Regions from separate parts of the Mus musculus genome. Here all the other regions are linked to region 5. The links are chromatin contacts, called in public Hi-C, HiChIP or PLAC-seq and promoter capture Hi-C maps. All regions are on one chromosome and are shown on one strand. The core of a region is the stretch at or near the end of the contact, and the rest is flanking DNA. Distances in the headings are between cores, read along the strand shown.

Evidence for each region. Promoter capture Hi-C pulls out the DNA fragments that hold promoters and counts their contacts. A called contact is a pair of places that touch in the nucleus more often than the background predicts. HiChIP or PLAC-seq counts read pairs in DNA pulled down with a chosen protein or histone mark.
Region 1: a Hi-C map of cardiomyocytes shows a contact between it and region 5, with 2.7 times the contacts expected there. The contact joins the promoter of Insr here to the promoter of Cers4 in region 5. A contact is called at or near these places in 2 of 39 promoter capture datasets (hippocampal neurons and pre-B cells), 1 of 484 Hi-C or Micro-C datasets (cardiomyocytes) and 1 of 9 other capture datasets (liver).
Region 2: a promoter capture Hi-C map of pre-B cells shows a contact between it and region 5. The contact joins the promoter of Pex11g here to the promoter of Cers4 in region 5. A contact is called at or near these places in 10 of 39 promoter capture datasets (the HPC-7 cell line, cranial neural crest, embryonic stem cells and 4 more) and 2 of 115 datasets of contacts at active chromatin or transcription factors (embryonic stem cells and large pre-B cells).
Region 3: a contact with region 5 is called in an H3K4me3 HiChIP or PLAC-seq map of embryonic stem cells, with 5 times the contacts expected there. The contact joins the promoter of Zfp358 here to the promoter of Cers4 in region 5. A contact is called at or near these places in 1 of 39 promoter capture datasets (pre-B cells) and 1 of 115 datasets of contacts at active chromatin or transcription factors (embryonic stem cells).
Region 4: a contact with region 5 is called in an H3K4me3 HiChIP or PLAC-seq map of pro-B cells, with 4 times the contacts expected there. The contact joins the promoter of Arhgef18 here to the promoter of Cers4 in region 5. A contact is called at or near these places in 2 of 39 promoter capture datasets (pre-B cells and stem cell-derived epiblast-like cells) and 1 of 115 datasets of contacts at active chromatin or transcription factors (pro-B cells).

What each region holds. Positions count from the first base shown.
Region 1 is chr8:3,277,801-3,281,891 of GRCm38.p6, reverse strand. It overlaps Insr (insulin receptor), which reads left to right and starts at 2,275. Exons shown (of 21, transcript NM_010568.3): 1 at 2,275-2,863. The coding sequence starts at 2,764.
Region 2 is chr8:3,465,478-3,469,840 of GRCm38.p6, reverse strand. It overlaps Pex11g (peroxisomal biogenesis factor 11 gamma), which reads left to right and starts at 2,193. Exons shown (of 5, transcript NM_026951.3): 1 at 2,193-2,269; 2 at 3,870-4,058. The coding sequence starts at 2,210. It also overlaps a transcript of Tex45 not described here.
Region 3 is chr8:3,491,600-3,495,831 of GRCm38.p6, reverse strand. Zfp358 (zinc finger protein 358) reads right to left here and starts at 2,694. Exons shown (of 2, transcript NM_080461.2): 1 at 2,523-2,694; 2 at 1-450. The coding sequence starts at 412.
Region 4 is chr8:3,351,348-3,355,359 of GRCm38.p6, reverse strand. It overlaps Arhgef18 (rho/rac guanine nucleotide exchange factor (GEF) 18), which reads right to left and starts at 1,923. Exons shown (of 29, transcript NM_001370668.1): 1 at 1,630-1,923. The coding sequence starts at 1,633. Gm30369 (a long non-coding RNA gene) reads left to right here. Exons shown (of 5, transcript XR_870091.2): 2 at 440-507; 3 at 1,553-1,654.
Region 5 is chr8:4,490,768-4,495,189 of GRCm38.p6, reverse strand. It overlaps Cers4 (ceramide synthase 4), which reads right to left and starts at 1,785. Exons shown (of 11, transcript NM_026058.4): 1 at 1,600-1,785.

The DNA.
Region 1 (4,091 bases), core at 1,026-3,525, 1.2 Mb after region 5:
CTTCAGATTTCAGCTTCAAGTGCTTTCTTTCCCCCATGGACACTTCTGAATCTACCCCCTCCCTCAACTCTTCACACAGGACATATACACCCACTCTACAAGGAAACAGATCATGCTGATTTTGTGTAACTGGAAATCCCTCATTATAGGTGACACGTAGATTCTTCCAGTGAACAAATATTTATTAGCCCATAGGTCCGTCAATAGATATGGGGGAGGCAGGTTAAAAAGCAATGACAAGCAAGACAATAAATAAGAATGTCAGGGAGGGGTATGTGCTTATGATGGAATGGATGGGAGAAAGGGACCATAAGAACTGAAGGGTGTTTGCAAACTCTGGTCAGGGTAGAAAGCTCATTGGCGCAGAGACTTAGCAAAGAGAAAGAGTGACAGTTGAGGGCAAGGTTGGGGAAAGGCTTTTAAGCAGGAGCACATTTGCATAATGCAAGGACCATGGGCCCGGTGCTAAGGATTGAACCCAGGACCTCATGTGTGCTGGGCAAGTGCTCTACCAAAGAGCCACAGCCCTAGGCTACTACTTAAAAATATTTTTGAAAAAGCATTTATTTATTTATTTATTTATTTATTTATTTATTGCGTGTGTGTACAGGCACCTTTTCTGTGGGAGCTCAAGATTGAACTCAGATCTTCAGGGTTAGCAACAAGTGCCTTTACCTGCTGAGCCATATTGTCAGGTCCACTCTTATTTTGTTTTCTGTTTATTTTATTTATTTTTAAAGTCAGGACCTCATGTGTTCCAGGCTAAGCTCCAATCCTGATCCCCCTGCCTCTACCTTGTGAGTAAAGACATTAAAGACCTGCTTCCCAATGCTTGGCTCTTTGTTTTAGCGCTCTCTCTCTCCTCTCTCTCTCTCTCTCTCTCTCTCTCTCTCTCTCTTTCTGTTTATGTATATGTTTGTATGTGTGTGTTTATGTGTGTGTGTGGTGTGGTGTGCTAGGCCAAAGGTTGACCTTAAGTGTCTTTCTCTATTGCTTGCCACTTTACTTTTATTTTTACCTTTTTTTTTACAGATATTGTCAAACCCATTGCACAGACCAGCAGCCACAGTCCGGGTCTGAGTGAACATGTGAAGCAAAGGATAGAGGACTCTGTACTGCACATATTCCTAAGGCACCGACAGGGTTAGCGCCTCATGATGTGGTTGAGCAGGGCTGCTAGTGAATGGCTTTCTTAGACATACAGCCACCTACTGGTATGTGTGTTGAAAATGGAGTTATGTCTGCTCTGATCCTATATGAAGTTTCTAACGTGTTTCTAGAAGCCTTGTTATGTTCTTCTAGAGTCATTTCCTTATTGATTTCTGCTGGAATTCAGTGCTGGGTGGAGGGGGCGCAGGCCAGGGAATACAGGCTGCCTGCATTGTGGACACGTGGCTGTGGCCTGGAAGCTGGTGCCTCCAAGCTGCTGGGCGGGAGCTCACTGGGGAGGGAACTTGTTGGGCGCCTACTAGCTCCTCGAGAGAGCCAGGGTTGGGAGAATCTCGTAAGACATTGGTAGCATAGGCTGTAAAGAAAAACAGAATCAAAGGTAAAGAATTAAAGTGAATTCCCCACGGGAGTCAAAAAAATAGTAAAAAGGAGTAAAGAAAGACAAAATGTGCTTGGTTGAATCTGGCATCTAGGGGCATATTGGGGTGTTTATGTCCTGGGGTATCTGGCGGCATTTCCAGACTTTAAAATTGTTATTTCGGGGTAATTTGGGGTGTCTAGATCTGGCGGAGATCTAGAGTGTGCTCCAGACCTTTAAATTGGAACCTCGGTGTTACTTGTGTTTGCTGCAGTCAGGAGGGGACCTGGGGGCGTCCCTAGGCTTTTAAACTGGAACCTCAGGCCTGTTTAGTGGTTTTCGAGTCAGGCGGGGATCTGGGGACCCCTAGGTTTTAAAATCGGAACTTTGGGACTCTTTGGGGGCGTTCGTGTCAGGTGCGGATATGGGCAGCTCCGGACGTTTGACAGGTGAGTCTTAGAGTTGTTTGGGTGTTTATGTTACACTGGTATCTGAGAACGCTTACAAGCTTTTAAATCGTAATCTTTCTAAGCCAGCAGTTCGGGGTGTTGGGATTGGAAGAATCTGAAGTGAGCCTCGGGTCTCTGAAGTTGCGGGTTTTACGGGGCAAGGGGGCAAAGGGGCCGAGGAGGCGAGGAGGCGAGGAGGCGTGGCGTTGCCAGCTCTGGCCACGCCTCCCCGAGCTCTGCTGGCTTTCTCCCCCTCCCCCCCCAGCGGGCCTCACTGGAGCGCACAGTCCCTTCCCTGTCTTAATCCGCGCCACCTTTTCCCTTGGCCCGCGCGGGCCCAGCTGACGGGCTGCGTTGTTTACGGGCTGGAGTCGAGCCCTAGCTCCCGCCGCCACCACCAGCCCAGGTGCCCTCCAGTGCGCGCGTCCCTCTGTCTCAGACTCCACACAACGCGACCCACCCAGAGCTGCACGGAGGGCAGAAGCAGGAGACCCGGACAGGAGACGCACCGCGGTGAGCTCTGGACTCTGGGATTGCGGGCACGGGACCGGGCCTGGGTGACCTGCGGGCCGCGCCACGGTGTTGCTTGCGGCCGAGGCCTCTGTGCTCTTCCCGGGACTGTCCCCAGGGCCCTCTAGGCTGGAGAGCTGCGGCCTGTGAGCCACGGGCGTGGAAGAGAAGGACGTGCGGCCCCGAGCGCCTCTCCAGAGACCTTCTCACGGAGTATGTCCCCAGTAGGCCGGCGTGGCGTGCTCTGATCGCCGGGGTCCCAGCACTCCTACTGCTATGGGCTTCGGGAGAGGATGTGAGACGACGGCTGTGCCATTGCTGGTGGCCGTGGCCGCGTTGCTGGTGGGCACAGCCGGCCACCTGTACCCTGGAGAGGGTAAGTCTGGGACAAGAGGCGATCACAGTATGTCGGGGACACTTCTCCCACCGCCCCAGCCAATCTAGAACCCTCACCCTAAGGAGTGAGGGTCGGGGACACCCCTCTCCACCGCCACAGCCAACCTAGAGAATTCTCCCTTTGGGCTGAGTAATGGGGACAACCCTTCCCATTGCTCCATACAACTTAGAGCCCCCCAGGCCCCACCAAGGAGTCAGGGTTACAGACACCCATTTCACCACTCCAGCAATATAGTCCTTTCACGAGAGTTGTGGACATTTCTCGTTCTTCTTCCATCAACCTAGAGCCCCCTCTCCACGGACTGAAGGTTGAAGACTCCCGTAGCGTCCTTGTGTCTATGAAGAGTCCCCTCCCTATAGTGATCATCTTTACACTGGGGAAGGGGAAGAGTGGGTTTGGTGGCCCTGGCCCTGCGTGAAACCCCGGCTGACCTTGGCCTTTGCTCACTGGGCTTGTGGCTCTGTACCCCGCGTGTGTCCATCTCGGGTCTGAGGAACCTTGCCCCAGTGCCCGCCCAGGCTTCGGGTGTCTGTCCCCAGTGCACCTCTCAACTGTGTCTGTTCTTTTCTCTAACCCCAAATCTGTCCTCTGAGGCTCTTTGAGGTTGCTTTAAGTAAGTATGGTTACTGGGTTGCAACAGATTCAGACATCTGAGCAGTTTAAACCCAAAGCCAGGGGTATCCTCTTCGACGGAGGACACTTGTTGGAGAATCGACCCCTTGTGGCTGCTATGTTTATAATTCTCTACTTCCAGATGTCTAGAGGCAAAGTCTGCATACCTTTGGCCCCACAGCAATCATAGTAACAGTAGGGGTAGTTTTCAGGATGGTTATAATTAGAATGATTATGAGTCTCCAGGCTGGTTAGCGCTAGAACCTCCCAGTGTTCCCTGGAGGCCAACATAGTTACATACCCATTTCAGAGAGGGCTAAAATGAGGTTCAGTTAGCCCATTTGTTCAGAGGCTGGTCTTATAGTTCTGTGCTTGGTTATGGCCAAGGCAGGAGGATAGCGAGTTGTTTGAAGCAAGCCCAGCTATTGAGTGAGTTTTGAGGCTAGTTAGACACTGTTTCAAAAAACATGCAATGACAAATGTCTTTTGAGTTACTGGTTCAGCTTTCTCTGAAAATGGAAATTAATTACAATAGGGAAGGGGTCAAGGAGAGAAGGAACTGCCACGCTTTTGTGAATGAGGGAGATGTGTGTGT
Region 2 (4,363 bases), core at 944-3,443, 1.0 Mb after region 5:
GGGTTGCAGTATTAGAAGGGCTGAGAACCACTCTTCTAGAAACAAACAAGGGCTGAAGAGACGGCCAAGGAATTAATTAAGCACATATGTCTCCTCCAGAGGACCAAAGTTCGTCCAGCTCATAGCAGTCTGTAACTCTAGCTCTGGGGGATTCAATGCTTGTGCCCTCTGAGGCCACCCATACACTTGGTCTTGAGAGCATATGCTCACATGAGCACACAGCACCTGCATGTGCATACATGCACACACACATAAACACACAAAGAGCAGATGGGGAGAGGACACTGTCTGAATAGCTAGGCTGCCTACCAGCTGAGCTTTACGAATGCAGCTCTCTCAATCATCCTCCAGTCTGGGGTGGCTTTCTAGAGATTTTTTGCGTTACCCTGCTCCCTTAAGCAGCCTCAATAAACTCACTGCTTCACCATATCAGACCTGAGTGAAATAATTTGACCTGAGTGAAATAATTTCTTTGCTTGATTCTGGGTCTTTTCTTTTTCCTTTCCTTTCTTTCTTTTTCCCTCTTTTTAAAAAAATTATTTATTGTTATACACTATATATATATATAATATATGTTATACACACATATATTATATATATAATAAATAATATATACATATTATTTATTGTTATACACTATATATATTATATATATATGTTATACACACACACACACACACACACACACACACATATATATATGGCTCAGTGGTTAAGAGCATCGACTGCTCTTCTGAAGCCCCTGAGTTCAAATCCCAGCAACCACATGATGGCTCACAACCATTCATAGTGAGATCTGATGCCCCCTTCTGGTGCATCTGAAGACAGCTACAGTGTACTTATAATAATAAATAAATCTTTTTAAAAAAAAATACTGTTCTGGGGTCTGTGAATGTGGCTCAGTATAGAACATTAGCTTACCATGCAGAGAGCTCTGGGTTCCATCCCAGCACCACACAAACCAGACTTGGTGGCACACACCTGTCATGCCAGCACTTCTGAGGTTGAGGCAGGAGGACCAGGAGGAGTCCAAGGCCAGTCTTGGCTACAAATTAATTCAGTTGGAGCCCAGCTTGGACTACATAAGATCTTGTTTCAAAACAAATACTCAAAATACTTGTGTCTTCACTCCTCCAAACACAACAAAAAAACAAAACAAAACAAAGCAAAACAAAACAAAACACAGCTGGTTAAGGTGAATTCTCTGGGTGCCCTGCTCAGGTAGATATGGATCAAACACCTTTAGCGATCAACTTTTGTCCTTCCTGGAAGGAAGAGTGGAAGAGAACTTTGACTATTTTGTAGTTGTTTTTACACACACGCGCATGTGCACCACACCATAACTGTGGAGGTTAGAGGACAGCTAGCACCAGAGTGGGTTCTTACTTTCAACTATGCCAGTCCCAAGGATGGAACTCATGTCTTCAGGCTTGACCTACATGCGCCTCTACCAACTGTGCCATCCTGCTGGCCCAGAGCTCCCTATGTAGATCTGGCTAGCCTGGAACTCACGGAGAACCTCTGCCCCCTGAATGCTGGGATTAAAGGTACTTGTTCCCTGCCGAGCTCATTTTTCTTCTAAAGGTGCCTTTTAGCCAGGTAACTAATGATATCTAATATAACATATCTAATGATGTCTTGGAGCCTTGTGCCACATGCCTATCATCCAGCATTTGGGAGACTAAATAAGGAGTGTAAGGCCAGTTTGAGCACATGGTGAGTTCAAAGATAGCGTGAACTAAATGAAATCCTCAAAAAAAAAAAAAAAAAAAAAGAAAGAAATCTAATCACCCCTCAAAGAAAGTGAAAATCAAGATGCCTTGTGAGAGTACACCAGTCACAGATGCTCAGAACAGACAAACTGATAAAGCAGGTACATGAAGCCCACAAGTGAAGCTTTTGATTGTCCCCACTCCCCGCTCCCCCCCCCCCCCGCCCGTAGGCAATGAATTAATTTTTGAAACATTTTGCTTGCGGAGTTGCCTAAGCAGCGGTGGAGCGAATTTCAACAGGCTTAGAAGGTCATTCTGGGTGTCCGTGGGCAGGGAGGACAGACGTGGCAGTAATACATTTGCAAACTGGGTTCGGGCTAGCACGCCTACAAGGTAGCAGTACTCGGACAAAGGGCAGGCAGTTGCGCCTGCGCGGACCTTCGGACCTTTCCAAAGGAGTTTGACCCCGCCCTGGGTGACGTCACGACCGAGTTGCCATGGCTCTGCTGAACCGTCTGGCTTCCGCGCTGGAGTCCCACCGGGTCCGGGACCGCCTGGTGAGAGGAAGTCTGGGGCCTTGGCGGGACCGGAGTGACCTGGAGTTTGGTCAGGTCTCAGAGATGAGGAAAACAGGCCAGAGAGGGGGTCCTAAAGGGACCGGTGTCTTACATGACAGCAGGCTGTCGGCAGGCTGGTGTCTTACCTGAGAACTTCCTACCTCAGCCTCCCGAATTGCTGGGATTACAGGTGTGTGCCATCACACACAGCTTGAAACTAATCATTTCTGATAAGCAAGTGAAATAATAAAAGATCTGGGACTGTAGCCCACTGCATTCCTAGCATAGACGAAACCTTTAGGTCCTTCCTCAGCACCGCACAAACCAGATATATTGGCACAAGCCAGTGATCTCGGCACTTCTAATGGAAAGATCAGGAGTTCAAGGCCAGCCTGGGCTACAGGATACCCTGTCTCAAAACAAAAGAAACAAAGATACAAGGGCGGTGAGCCTGCTAAATTTCCGTGTTCTAAGTGTCTTACTGAATGGCCCCTCTCTAAAGTCTTCCAAGCAAATGGCTATTTTGCCACCTAGACTGCTTTTTCAGTCCTGCTAAAGGCAGAGCTAGGCGGAAGAGCCTTATGCCCCTGCCTGTGGGCAAAGGAGAGCCCAGGAGGTGGGAAATAGTTTTGTTTTCTGTCATTTCAACCATTGGTGAGCAAGCTAGCACTCTAATGGGACTCCCCATGGCAACTCTTCCCCCCCTCCCCTTCCCCTCTCCTCTCTTCCCCTCTTCTTTCTTTGTTGAAACAGGACCTTGTTATGAAGTTCTGGTTGCCTATAACTTACCTTGTAGTCCAGGCTGACCCTGAACTTTCTTGTCCTTATGCCTCAGCTCCCCAAATACTGGCTGGGATGACAGGTGTGCCTCACCACACCCGGCTATGTGGCACTTTTTGGATTTTGATGTCAAGCTCTCCTCTTAACTTCTGCCTTGCCTGGGATGTTGGCTCAATTGGTAGAGTGCTTGTGCATTGTGCACGATTTGGTCTCAGTCTCAAGTACACCAGATGCTTGTACACCTCTCATTCCAGAGTTTGGGAGGTGGAAACAGGAGGATCAGGAATTCTAATCATGACCACGGTGTCTGGTTAGCCTGGGCTACGGAGACCCCGTCTCAAATTAACAAATTAGAATAATGTTACATCTTTTAAAAAAGGAAGAGAGAACGAAAGAAGCTTTCAGTTTTAGCCAGATTAAGTGCCCCATGCTTGTTATTACAGCCTTGCGGATGCTGAGGCAGGGGCATGGCAGTGACTTGCTGGGCTATGCAGTGAGTGAGGTGAACGTGAGACCCAGCCTCAGCAACCAAAAGAAAGAAACAAAAGATAAAAACCTTTCAGATTGGGTTGGCAGTTTGATGACTCTTAGAACTTTCTGGGTTTTTTTGAGACAGGATCTCAGTAGCCCAGGCTGGCCTTAAACTTGGAGGTGATCCTCCTGCCTCTGTTTCTCAAGTACTGACAAGTATAGGCCTGATCCACCGTGCCCAGCAACTCTTTCCAGTTTCCATCCTAAAGTGTCCATGGCTGGGTGTGTGGTAGGGGATTGCAGCTCAGCCATGATTGGAACCATGGTAACCGATTCTGGTCTCCCACAGATCCGGACACTGGGGTATTGCTGCCAGCTGATCGGTGGGGTCCTAGTGGAACAATGCCCCAACAGGTCCGAAGTGGGAAGGCGCTTGCTGGTGGTGTCAGCCCAGTTCAATCATTGCAGGACTGTCTTGAGACTCTTTGATGACCTGGCCATGTTTGTCTACACTAAGCAGTATGGCCTGGGAACAAAGGTAATGGTTAATGGGGCTGTAGGGAGAGGGAAATTGAACTTCCCAAGGATCAAGAGCAGTGGCTTCCATGGATGTTTTAAGGGCTTGCTCCAAAGTGCTTCCTACTGGGTGATCTTACTATTTGTTATGGTAGTATTGGCCACAGAACTGGAGCCTTGCACATTTTACTTAAGCACTTTACTGTTAAGCTACATATACTGCCCCTCAGTGGAGGATTCTAGGCAGGGGCTCTGCTGCTGAGCCATACTCCCAAACTCACCAGGCAGGTAAACTGATCATCTGAGTTTAGATGGACAGAGAACACT
Region 3 (4,232 bases), core at 1,445-3,944, 1.0 Mb after region 5:
CCAAGATTTCGGGGGTGGCAGTGAGGCCAGAAGGAAGGGAATCCACATCTGGAGCAGCAGGGCTGGGGGTGTCATTGCTTGGGTCGAGAACTAGTGGCACCGGGCCAATCACGTCAGGATCAGGATCGAGGTCGAAACTCGAAGACATGGGATCCAGATCTTGGGAATCCAAGTCTGGCTTCCCCAAGATGGATCGTGGAGCTTCGTCTGCTTCAGGGTCCAGATCTTCTAAGCTGGCGTCTCCATCTTCTGAGACAGTGTTGAGGTCTTCTGGCTCTGGCTCAGGGCTTTCAGAAATAGGATCAGGATCTTTGGGACTGGAGTCCAGGTCTTCTGGGTCTGAGTGAAGGTCTCCATAAAGGGGCCTAAGATTCTTATGGCCCGGATTCCTAACCAGAACTGAGCGCCTCATCCTGAAAGTAGAACTGCTTGCAGCTTCTGGAACAGGACCTGCAGTATGAGGACAGGAGGTTGGTGGAGGGAGGTTCTTGGGGAGAGAGGACTGGCCATGCCACACCAAAGTCCCTGGTGAACATATACAGTTCTTGTTCTTGACTTTAACCACAGGAAGAGTCCTAACCGGTGTCCCAGCTAGGATTTGGAAGAGAAGGATCCTAGTGCTGGGACTCTCACTTTTCACCTCAAACCTGGATGGGGGCCATCTTGGGATCTTGTTCTTTTTTTTGAACAGGGGCTTGCATAGCTCCAGCTGTCTCTCAACTCGTAATCAAGGAGGATGTTAAACTACTTATACTCCTGCCTCAACCTCCTGTGCGGAAGTACAGGGAGTGCACAAGCATATTCAGCTTATGTGGTACTGGTTTCCTGAATGGTAGATGAGCACTCCACCCTCTGAGCGGCATCCCAGACCCCCATCCCGAGCTCTATGTAGTACGTGGACTTGGGTGTTATGGAAGGCGGTTCTCAGATCTGATACCCTAAATCTGGGGGAAAGGGTGTTGTGGTTCTTTTTTCATGAGGTCATGGTCTGAATTCTTGCCCCACCCTGCAAACTGGTAGATCTGGGGGTCCCTGATAAAGAGGGGAATGTGTGTGACTTGTCTTACCGAAGTAGAATGGGTAGTGGTAAGGATGGGAAGTTAAGGATACCTAGTAGTCCTTCTCTGTCACGGTGAAAACTGCAGGGCTCCTTGTTTGCTTCCAGGAAAGAATTCTAGACCTCTCTAGAATTCTAGCTTGAGTGAGATATGTTCTGTCTTAAACCAGAGGACAGGGAGTGGAAACCTGAGCTAGCAGTGGTGGCACACATCTGTTATCCCAGCATCTTTTGAGGATGAGGCTGGCAGATCTGATCAGCCTGGGCTACAAAATAATAACGTTTTTCAAAACTAAGGAGGGGTGCATACATGGCCCCCTTCTGGGGAAAGGGGCAGAAGGATCACTAAGAACTCCACAGCCAGAGGGTGGAGAGAGCAGTTAATATAGCAATTTTCCAATTGGCTTATAAGATTGTGGATTTTAACCCCTTGGTGAAGAGCCGGTGATAACTATAGCTTGGGGGGGGGCCTCTGGGGGGTTACAGAGAGAACTGGGGGGTGGGGCACAGAGGGCTGAGGAGGAATGTCTTCAAGGGAAGGGAGTTCCTGAACCACACACTCCTTGATTAGGGTATGAAGACTGTTTTAGGGAAAGAGGCAGATGTGGAGAAAGAGTAACACCTCTCTACCTTGGGGCTAAGTGAACTCTTTGTTGGGCTGGGCTCCAGGGGACTAGGGAGACCTACCTGACCCCAACCTCACAGTCAGGAGATAGTACACAGAGGGGCGCTGAGTTTCCCCCAACAGTTTCTCTACCTAGGCCCAACTGCTGGAGATTAGTGGGCAGTACCCCGGGGTCTCCGCCCAGATTTCTGGAGACAAGGTATTTTTAGATTGCCTTCGAAGGAAGCAGCCTCATGAACTCCCATCTTGAATGGAAACTCACATCTGTCTCGTAGATGTGCAGAGGGCAGGTGCACCCCGATCATCTCTTGGGAAAATGAGCTTCCAGAGCTCTACATCCTAAGACTGAATGTGGAAGATAACAATAACTGGGATTTTTCTTGGGATTCTTGAGGTAACACGACACCTCCCTTCTGAACACACACACACTATGGAGTATAAAGTCCCACATAGGAAGAACAATGCCCCAAGCTTCTCTTGGTTTCCAGAAAAAAAGAACCCCCTTCTGAAACAAGGAGGTGTTCTGTTCTGTGGGTTCCGAGCTAGCGGGCGCCTCCACCCATCCGGATCTCAGATTCACTGTAGATTAGGGGGTGGTCCCGCCGTTGGCCGGATAAACGTACTAGGCCTGAGCTCCTCCGGACCCCCTTCCCACCGCGTCCGCCACCTTGACCCCCCAAGTAGAGCGCTGGCACCATGTACTCTGCAAGGGGTGCGTAGAGATAGCCTGGGGCCGCGCCCCGCACCCTGCTCTTAGTGTTGAGGGGTCTCCTCCCAACCACCTCCCCCTTTTGTCCAGCCTTCCCCAATCCAGCCCGATCCGCTTTCGGGGTCACTCACCCGATGCCCCTCGCCCCTGCCCGGCCTGGCTGCACTCGCGCTGGCCAGCCGGTGTCTCCCCGCCCCAGGCTTGCAGGAAACCCCACCGATCGCCAGACCCGCTGGCGGCCCCCTCGGCCCAGCGGCCCCGCCAGGCACTCCCGGGGAGCGAGAGGGGCCGGCCGAGGGCCGCTGCGGGAGCTGCTGGGACTTGTAGTTCGCTCGAGCCCTCCGCGGCCGGCGCCATCGCTGCCCCCGCGCCGCCCCACCCCACCCCCCCGCCCCCGGGCCAAGCCTTTGTCCCGACCAGGGCCACCCGAGCTGGCGCGCGTCCAGTCTTTGTTTGCGCCCTACCAACCCGCGCCACCCTAACCCTCCATGCACCCATGTGACTTTTCGGGCCCCTTCTCCGACCCCCGATCTTGACTCTCCATCTGTATCTCTGTCTCCATCTGTCCATCTTTCTTCCATTCTGTCCCCTCCTCTCCATCTCTTTCATTATCTTCTTTAAAAAATGGATTCAGTGCCTATGCATGCCGTGTTGCGCATGGGGAAATCAGTAGATAAGTTCCAGGAGTCCGTTCTCTCCTTATTCCATCCCAGGGATAGAACCAGGGTCTGCAGGCTTGGCCGTGCACTTTTACATGCTGAACTATCTCTCCAGTCCTCCTTTTTTCCCCATTCTCCTTCTCTACCGTAATTTATTTTTTCCTCTTTTAATTTCTTTGCCTCTGGCCCAGTCATTTTCTCTGCCTCTGCCTTTTGTCTCTGCCTACCTTTGTCTTGCCTTCTTTTTCATTTCTCTATCTTGTTTCAAACACCAGCTATCATGATACTCAAATTATATAAGCAAGAGGCCGGGGGAGGGTGTGCTTTGAGAAGGCCTGCAATTTAAATATGCACTTGTCTTTTCTTCATCTAGTATTATCTCAGAAAGTTTAGGGCTGTCAAAATGGCTCAGTGGGTGATGGTTTGTGGTAAGACAGGTGGTTAGAGAGGTGACCCAGTCGGTAAACTGCTTGTTGCAGAAGCTGAAGACCTGGCTTGAGATCTCTGTCACCTATGTGGAAGGACAGATTCAGTGGTGGGTATCTAGAATCCTAGCTTTGAGGTGGCTGAGGCAAGAAGACCCAAGGGCTCACTGGCCAGCCAGTCTAGCTGAATCAGTGAGCTCCCAGGGTCATTGTGAGACTGTGTCTCAAAAAGTAAGGTTGGAGGGACAACCAAGTGGCTTAGTGGGTAAAGGTGCTTGGTGAAAGGCCAAGGACCCGAGTCTGATTCCTTAGGACCAACATGGGTGGAAAGATCAAACTATTTTCTAACCTCCACATGGAAGATATACACACACCACTACATAAATAAATGCAATTTTAAAAAATTAAAATAAGGTGGGACCCATTGAGGAAGACACCTGAAGTCAATCTCTCTAGTCCACATATATGTGTAAGTACAAGTTCTCCCCCTCCCCTGTCTCTATCACACAAGTGCACACACACAGAGTTTTTGTTGATAGTAGAATCTTTCACTAATTTTAGGTAACCTTTTGCCCTCTGATCCTTCCATTTTCTCAGCTTCCTATTCAAATGACAGGTGACACCAGAGGCAGTCCAGGAGGCTGGACCAAGAGCTGATTTCTGGAAGACGTTAGCCAGGACCAAGGAAGGCTCTAGACCACACTTTAAAGCCCCAGCTCCCTCCACCGCAGGGGGAATGAAAACAAGCCCAGGGGGA
Region 4 (4,012 bases), core at 674-3,173, 1.1 Mb after region 5:
TGGAGTGTTTCCCACAATCGCTTTCTGTCTTTTTTATAAACTTAGTTAATTATTAGTTGATTATTAATTTGCACGTGTGGGCACAATCCACAGAACGTGAGCAGAGGTCAGAGGGCAACTTGCAGGAGTCAGTTCTCTCTCCAACGTATGGATCCCAGGGCTCAGGCTCGGGTCCTCAGGCTTAGCCTCTACCTGCTGAACCGTCTTGCTGGCTCCCACCTTATTTTTTCTTATTTTTATTTTCGAGACCGGCTTTCCCTGACTCTCCTTGAGGTTCACTGATTCAGCTAAACTGGCTAGTCGGAGAGCTTCAGTGATCCTGTCTCTGCCTCCACAGTGCTGAGCTATCAGGCCTGCACCACCATGCTCAAAACCTGTTTTTTTTTTTCATGAGTTTAGGGGAGCTGAACCAAGTTCTTATTCTGTGTTATCTCCCTAGGTCCTCTTCAAGACCCATGAAAAGCTGCCTCAGACAGGAATTTACAGTCACAAGAAGGGTGCTTAAAGGTGGGTACAACTTGGAGTTTTCCCTCAGAAACCAGGGTGACTCTCTTGGAGGGTCAGCCCTGTGGGAGCCACATTCAAAGCCTGTCTCCTACCTAACTCACCACCTCCGTTAGAGTGGTCAGCTCTAAATCCACTGATACATGGCTCCAGGGGTCGCCTTCCTACACCCGAGAGTGCACAAAGTCAACAGAAACTGAGGAAACTGTAGTCTTGGGTGTGCCTGGTACAAACCACAGCCTGCCTCCTCACCTCACTCCATTCCGGCAGTTGTTGTGGGAGGTTCCTCAAACTGGGCCACAAAGGGAGCCACCAGTGACTCCCCAGGGTTAAGGGCCTACAGCTGGAGGGCTATTGAGCAGAGGGTGGTCCCCATTTGGAAGACCTGGAAAGATCGGCTTTTCAGCAGATGTCAGCCTTAAAATTTTGCTTTGCAGACAGGATTCTCCAAGTCTGTGTCAGGCAAGGCTGAACAAAACCCCAGAGCCAATGCTTTGAAAGGTGAAGAGGTCAAGCTGCAGTGTGGTGGTATGCGTGCATACCTGTTACCCCAGAACTGGGGAGGCACAAGTAGGAATGCTGGGAGTTGGAGGCAAGCCTGGACTGCATGGTGAGACCCAGATTCAAAAGCAAAACAAAACAGAACAAGGCAAAACACGGACACCTGCTGAAAAGGCGCTTAGACTTCCTCCCTCATCCCTGGCCCCCTACTCCTCCGTCCCCACACAGGCTTTGCTTACAAAAGGTTCCTTCAGACTCCATCATAGGTCTCCTCTAGACCAGGTGGCCTCTGAACTCCCTATGTAGCTGAGGATAACCTAAACCTCTAATCCTCCTGCCTCCATCTCCCAAGTGATGCTTGACAGCGTACAACACCCAGCTTTGACTTATGCAGTGCTGGGGATGAAACCCAGGACTTTGCCCATGCTAAGCAAGCACCCTATCAATTGAGCTATCTCCCCAGCACCCTCCAGGGTCATTTTAGGATTCCTGATCTCTGCAGTGCAAACAGCTGCCCCACTCTCTTACTGTTGTGTCCCGGCTATAGGAGTCAATCTCCTGCCTCACAGACTCTCAGACGTGCAGATCCCGAAGTGCCCACCACTCTTCAAGATAGTCACTCACCCATGAGTTCCCGATTCTTGCTCAGGTAGGTAACTGGCTTTGTTAACAGCTCTTGCAGCTCCCATGTCACACAACCAGGGTTTCAAGGGACACATGAGCCAGGCTAACCACAGAGTGGCTCAACTCTGCCCAGTTTCCTCTTTCTAAGCCACCGGCTTTTTATGGTTGTCTTCATCAATATTGAGCAGCAGGCAGCAGGGGTCAGCAAGGAGAGGAGAAAACAAATGGAGGTGGGTTATGAGGATCTGGGAGTCCACCCTCAGCCTGTACCTGCCGTAGGCGTCACGGGGAAGTAAAGTAAAGAATGTAAAGCCTCCCACGAGGGGAGGGGAGGGGAGGCAGCAGCACTGAACCCCCACCCGGCAGCTTCCTGTGGCGCCAACTGCTGAAGAGGAACGGGGTGTGAGGGCCTCACCCTAACACTCGGGCACACAAACAGAGACACATGGGACATGCAAGTCACATGTCTCTAGACAGACACACGCTGGAACACACATGGGGACAGACACATATGTGGGTGTGTGGACCCATGGAAACATGTGGAGCTGAACGCTGGGTTTGTAAATGTCTACCAGCGATCATTCTGCTTGGTATCTGTCTGTTTTCCCGGTGTAAATACTGCCACTACCGCTAACTCCACTTCTTCAACTAACGCACTGTTACCAGAGCTGTTAAGGTTAGAGCTTGAGTCCTGGCAGTCTCCTAACAAACCAGATTCAGCGACTCATTCTAAGAAAGTCAGTCGAGGAAATGGCTCAAAGGGTCAAGTGCTTGCTGTGCAAGCAAGTGGAATTGATTTTAGTTCCCCACCCCCACCTGACTAAATAAAGTCAGGGTGTGGTAAGGCCACCTGTGAGAACTCCAGTACTGAGCTGGCAGATAGGAGAATCCCAGGGAAGGGCAGGCTACCCAGTCTGATCCAGTGTTCCAGGTTCAGTGAGAGACATTGTCTCAAAAATAAGTGCATGTGGTGGTGCACGCCTTCAATCCCACTGGGCAGGCAGAGACAGGCGCACCTCTGAATCTGAGGCCAGCCCAGTCTTCAGAGGAAGTCTAGGCAACCAGGGCAAACAACAGTGAGAAGTAGAAAAAATGTATCTATTCAGGGTTGCTGCACCTGTAAGAGGACCAAACGGCCCCCTGCTCCTCCCACCTCTCCCCTCCAAGTCCATCCTTAGAGACCTGGTATTAGATGTAGGTTTAAATAGAAGGCAAGAGGTATGCGCAGGGCTGGAGAGATGGCTCAGTGGTTAGGAGTGCTTGCTAGTCTTCTAGAGGACCTGAGTTCAGTTCCCAACACCTACACTGGGTGGCTCATAACTGCTTAATTTCTGCTATAGAAGGTCCTGTGCCCCTTCTGACCTCTATAGGCACCCAACACAATTGCATGCACACACACGCACATATCCACACACAGACAAACACACATACCCCAGACAGTTGCACACACAAGCACATATTCATATACAGACAAACGCACATACCCACAGCCACCTGCATATATACATTCATATATATACACACACAAACAAATACACATACAGGTACACGCACACATATGCACACATGTGCACACACACATACACACTTAATAATAGGAATGAATATAGACTATCTTCACTCCTACCAGGATGGGTACACCAGTACCTGAAAAGGTGAGCAGAAGAAGGGTTTAAACTTGGCTCCACACTGGAACTGAGTGAGTGGTCTCTTAGCATGAAACTCTTGTGAGTTCTCAAATGTGGCCCTCTGGGAAACAGTAATGTACAAATAGCAGCATTCACACATGCAGAGATTCCTGGGTGGATACATTGGTCTTTGCACAGACATGAGAAGCTGAGCACAGTTACACACATGCTGTGTAGAATAGTAGTGTCTATACGCGCAGAAAGCTCTGAGTAGACACACATTATACTCTGGGCTCTGCACATATATGTGGAACTGTATGCACAGGTGAACACACATAGAGTATAGACAGTGAGGCCATGCCGTGGCACACAGGATGCACCACAAGCAAGAGCAACAGAAGAAAGTGTGTTTTGGCTTACAGTTCCAGAGGGCTAGTGTAGGCAGCCGGGCGCCTAAAAGATGGCGCCGGCCTCCGGTACACCGTCGCCATAAACAACGCCACTGCGCAGGCGATAGCCCGAATCTGGCGCCAACCCCTCCCGAGCAGGTGCATACAAATCAAAGTGCCGGCAGACTGACCAATCCCAGGAGGACACATAGCTCTCCCCAGTGCTGGGGTGTATATAAGCAGTCCTTCCTGGGTTTCCGGAGTTCCCGTAGCAAGGTGTTCCTGAAATAAAGAAGGCTGTTGAGAAGAATCCGACTGTGTTGCGTTTTTCTTGCTGGACGAGGTGAGTGCAACAGGCTAGATGTA
Region 5 (4,422 bases), core at 536-3,035:
CTCAAGGCGTAACTGGCTTACAGAATGAATTCAAAGACGGCTTAAACAAGTTAGTGAGCCCGGGCGTGGTGGCGCACGCCTTTAATCCCAGCACTGGGGAGGCAGAGACAGGTGGACTTCTGAGTTCAAGGCCAGCCTGGTCTACAGAGTGAGTTCCAGGACAGCCAGGGCTATACAGAGAAACCCTGTCTCGGCAAAAAAAAAAAAAAAAAAAGAAAAGAAAAGAAAAGAAAAGAAAAAGTTAGTGAGGTGGTCTCAAAATAAAACCTAAGGACTAAGCTGGTGCTAGCTCAGTCAGTACAGCGCTTGCTATGCAAGTATGACAACCTCCAGGTTCAGTTAAGAGACCTGTCTCAGGAACTAATATGGAGAGTGAGAGAGGAAGGCATAAGAAGTCAATCTCTGGCCTCCACACACACATAGATGCACACACACATGCATACACACATTGACACCACAAGTTAGTGTACACACACACACACGTACACACACACACACACACACACACACACACACACACACGAAGGAAGGAAGGAAGCAACCAAAGTGCTGCAGCGGCAAAGTGCTTGTCTAGCATGAGGCCCTAGATTCAACCTAGCCCTTCCCCCAAATAAAATAAGGCCCCTTCCAAATTCTCAGAAGACCACCTCGGAAAGCTTCACACAGACCTTCCTCACATCTCACTTCCAAACAAGCATGAAACACAATTCTTGGGGGGAAACACAGAATTTCTAACTTACCTCTTATCACTTCACGCACCTTCCATCAGGGGTCCAGCCAGACGTCCAGGTTGCCCTGGTGTCTTTTCAACTTTCCCAGCATAGGGCAGGGTCTTCCTCTCAAGACACAATCAGATGGCTGTTGCTTGCTGCCTTAAACATCCCTTGTACACACAGCCCGGAGGATGGAGCTGTGGGCTCCTCATTGTCTTCCAAGCCCTGGTCAACCACTCCCTACCTCCTTTCTTCCCTGTATACACTCCAGCCTCTTTTCTGGTCTGCAAATACACCAGCCTGGCCATTTCCCTAGGATTTTGTGGCCTGGGCCCAGAAAGCTCTCCATAGCAGGTGCCCTCATGACAGGCTGCCCCTTTCCCTCAGACACCATAGGCTTCCTCACAACACTTCAACCTCCTTCCTCCAGGATTTGGATAGTGCTCTACACACTCCCTTGTTTCCCAGAGGCTGGGTCTACGTGGTTCCCGAATCTCTGTGTCTGCGGCCTTCGGCCTTCGCCTGTCGGGTCGGTAGCACCCAGCAGGCGCTCCGTACAAATTCTCTAGTGACAGACATTCCTGTGGCGCAGTGCCTGTTCACATGTCCGGATTCCCCACGTCACGACAACCCCCATTCTCTCCCGCGCGTTTTCTATTCATGTCCACCACCTGCACCTGCTCCATGGGGGCACCACAGCTCTCAGATCAGAATGCAACCTGATCCCCGACCAGATGGGAAACTCTGAGAAATACCTTGTCGGAGAAATGATGGGAAACTAAATGACTGTTTTGGCTCCGAGCCGGACTGCTCTTAGCCCTGGAGGAGAGGAATGTTTCGAGGGTATCTACTAGGGCGGCGCCCCCAGAGAGGGGTGATTGCTTACCTGGAGGTTCAGAAAGCAAGATGCAGGCCGAGGCGGTGCGGAGATCAGCTAATCCGAAGATGCCTTAGACAAGCCGCAGACCGCTCTGGGCCGAGAAACTCCTCGCTACAGAGCCTCCACCCGCGAGGGAGGAAATAGGACCGGAGGGGGCCTCCGGGAGGAGTTTGATGGGGCCTTGGGCGTGGTCTGAGCAGGGGAAAAGGGCGTGGCTTCAGTGCGGTCGGGCCCAGTGGGCCAAAGAACCGCTTGGTCCAAAACCCTGAGTCCTAAACTGCCCAACCGGCGGCCTGGCCTCGCCCCCACGCCACCAGGCCCCTCCCTAGACCCCCACCTTATAGTCGTTTGTCTCCTCCAGACCCCGCCCTGAGCCCCTAATCCTGCACCTTGGGACCCTCCCTCCAGCCTCGCCCTAGACTATTACCAGCTCCTTCAGTTTCCAGGCCCCGCCCACAGCCCCCTACCCGCCGCCGCCACCAGGACCCGCCCCCAACTCCACTCAACCTCTGGTCTGCTACTCCTCACCCCAATCCCTGCTTTCAGCCTCTTCCTCTAACTGGCAAGGCCTGGTCCCCAGCCCAGTCCAGCCTTATCAGGCCCCGCCCCGACCGGAGGCTGTTGTGGGCACCTGGCCTTTCTCCAGCCATGCTGTAGGTTTCTGCAGAGCATATCTCTGACGTTTTAACCCAGCAGCGTCTACTAGGCACTCTCTCTGGATCTTGTTTTCCAGTTCTAGGTCTCTTCTTTGTGATGCTCTGGCTTGTCTTTCTGCCTGCACTCTGTTTCTCAGATGCACTGCTAGGCTCTGCAAAGGAAGCTTGGATCGTTCTGCAGGCCTCAGCACCCCAGGGCATCAGTACTTGGAGTCGGTCAGACCAACCTAGAGGATTGCTGGGCCTGGGCCCACCAAGAAGCTGTCCACAGGATTGAAAAGGAGAAGGGAGATTACATTAATATGTCGGCTATGGTTTTGTGAGGTGCAAAGATCAGGCAAGATCTGAGAGATTAAGCTGAGATACAAGTCAGAGTGGGTGATAGCTGTTTCCACTGTTTGACCTAGGATAATGCAGGAGGATGTTGGCCTCTCCTTGCCTAGTACAACCAGAGGAAAGACAATTCTAGGGCAAGCAGTTAGAAGAGACTTCTAATAACTTGTCATCTTTGTAAAAGAGAATATAATATAAGGACATCAAGCCTAGCTCAGAAGGTAGACTGCTTGTCTAGTATACAGGTGTCCCTGAGTTTGATAAGCCAAGGGTGATATATAGACCAGATGCCAATGTGAAAGAGGAAAGTCACACAGGGTATTCCCAAGCACTTAGACCATGGGAGCCACTTATCTTGATAGTGACATGGAAATACAAGCCAGAGGTCCACAGAGAAGTGGAGGATTTGAGTGTACAAGGGTCATGGAGAAATGTTCAGTGGAAGTTACAACCAAAGTTGGATGGCTGAAGAAGAGTGGGGTGTCAGCTTTTTACTTGCATGCCTAGGCCTGCTCCACAGTCTGGAAGTAGTTGGGTGTCCTTGGAAGAAGCTACTTCTGGCTCTCTGAAGCCGAGTAAATTAACAGATTACAAGAAACCTCAGCTGACAAGGCAAGTCAGCAAGTAAAACTGTCTGTCACCAAGCCTGACAACCTGAGTTCAATAGCCAGGACATGGGAGTAGAAGAGAAGCAACTCCCAAAAGCCTTTTGACTTCTGGGTAGAGGTATGACTCATTTTGGACTTGGGTTGCATGAGAGGAGCATTATGGAAGATAGAGGAGTTTGTCGTTCTGGAAAGCATGACCCAGGGGTGGTCAATAGAAGGAAGATGGTATACCCAAAAGATTTAAAAGGCAGACAAAAGATCTAAAGACAGGGTTTAGAGAGACAGAGGAAGCTGTGCCTGGCTGGCATGAGATAATAGACTTCTAAGCTAGTGGATGCAGTATGTATCGTCTGGTGGATGCAGTATGTATCGTCTGGTGGATGCAGCATGTATCATCTGGTGGATGCAGCTTGTATCGTCTGGTGGATACAATATGTATCGTCTGGTGGATGCAGTATGTATCGTCTGGTGGATGCAGCATGTATCGTCTGGTGGATGCAATATGTATCCTCTGGTGGATGCAGTATGTATCGTCTGGTGGATGCAGCATGTATGTCTGGTGGATGCAGTATGTATCATCTGGTGGATGCAGCTTGTATCGTCTGGTGGATGCAGCATGTATCGTCTGGTGGATACAATATGTATCGTCTGGTGGATACAGTATGTATTGTCTGGTGGATGCAGTATGTATCGTCTGGGAAGGGGACCCTAACTAAGGCTGGACCTCAAGCCTGAGAAATCGAGGCTCCCATGCTTTCTCTTGCAGATTTTCTTTTGTTGCTTTTCAGTTATTTTTCATTGTTATTTTTATTTTTTGAGACAGAATCTCTTATATTTCAAGCTGGTCTCAAAATCCCTATGTTCCTGAGGATGGTTTTGACCTTCTAATCCAACTGTCTCCACTAATTTCTAAACTTGGATTAAAAATGTGAGCCACCATTTGAGGTGTTGTCGGTGTGTGTGTGTGTGTGTGTGTGTGTGTGTGTGTGTGTGTGTTTCTCGGGTCTTTCACATGCTTGAAAAGCACTCTCTCACTGAGCTATACCCTATCACTAGCCCCCACCCCACCCCACCCCCACCCCGACTTTGACCCCCTGTATAATCTTCCCATCCATGTGAGGCTCAAATGATTAAGGAAGCTACTAAGTGCTATGACCCAGGAAGCAACTCTGTGCTGCTCCCCTCTGTCTTAATTACTTTTTTGTTGCTACAATAAAACATTCTGACAAAAC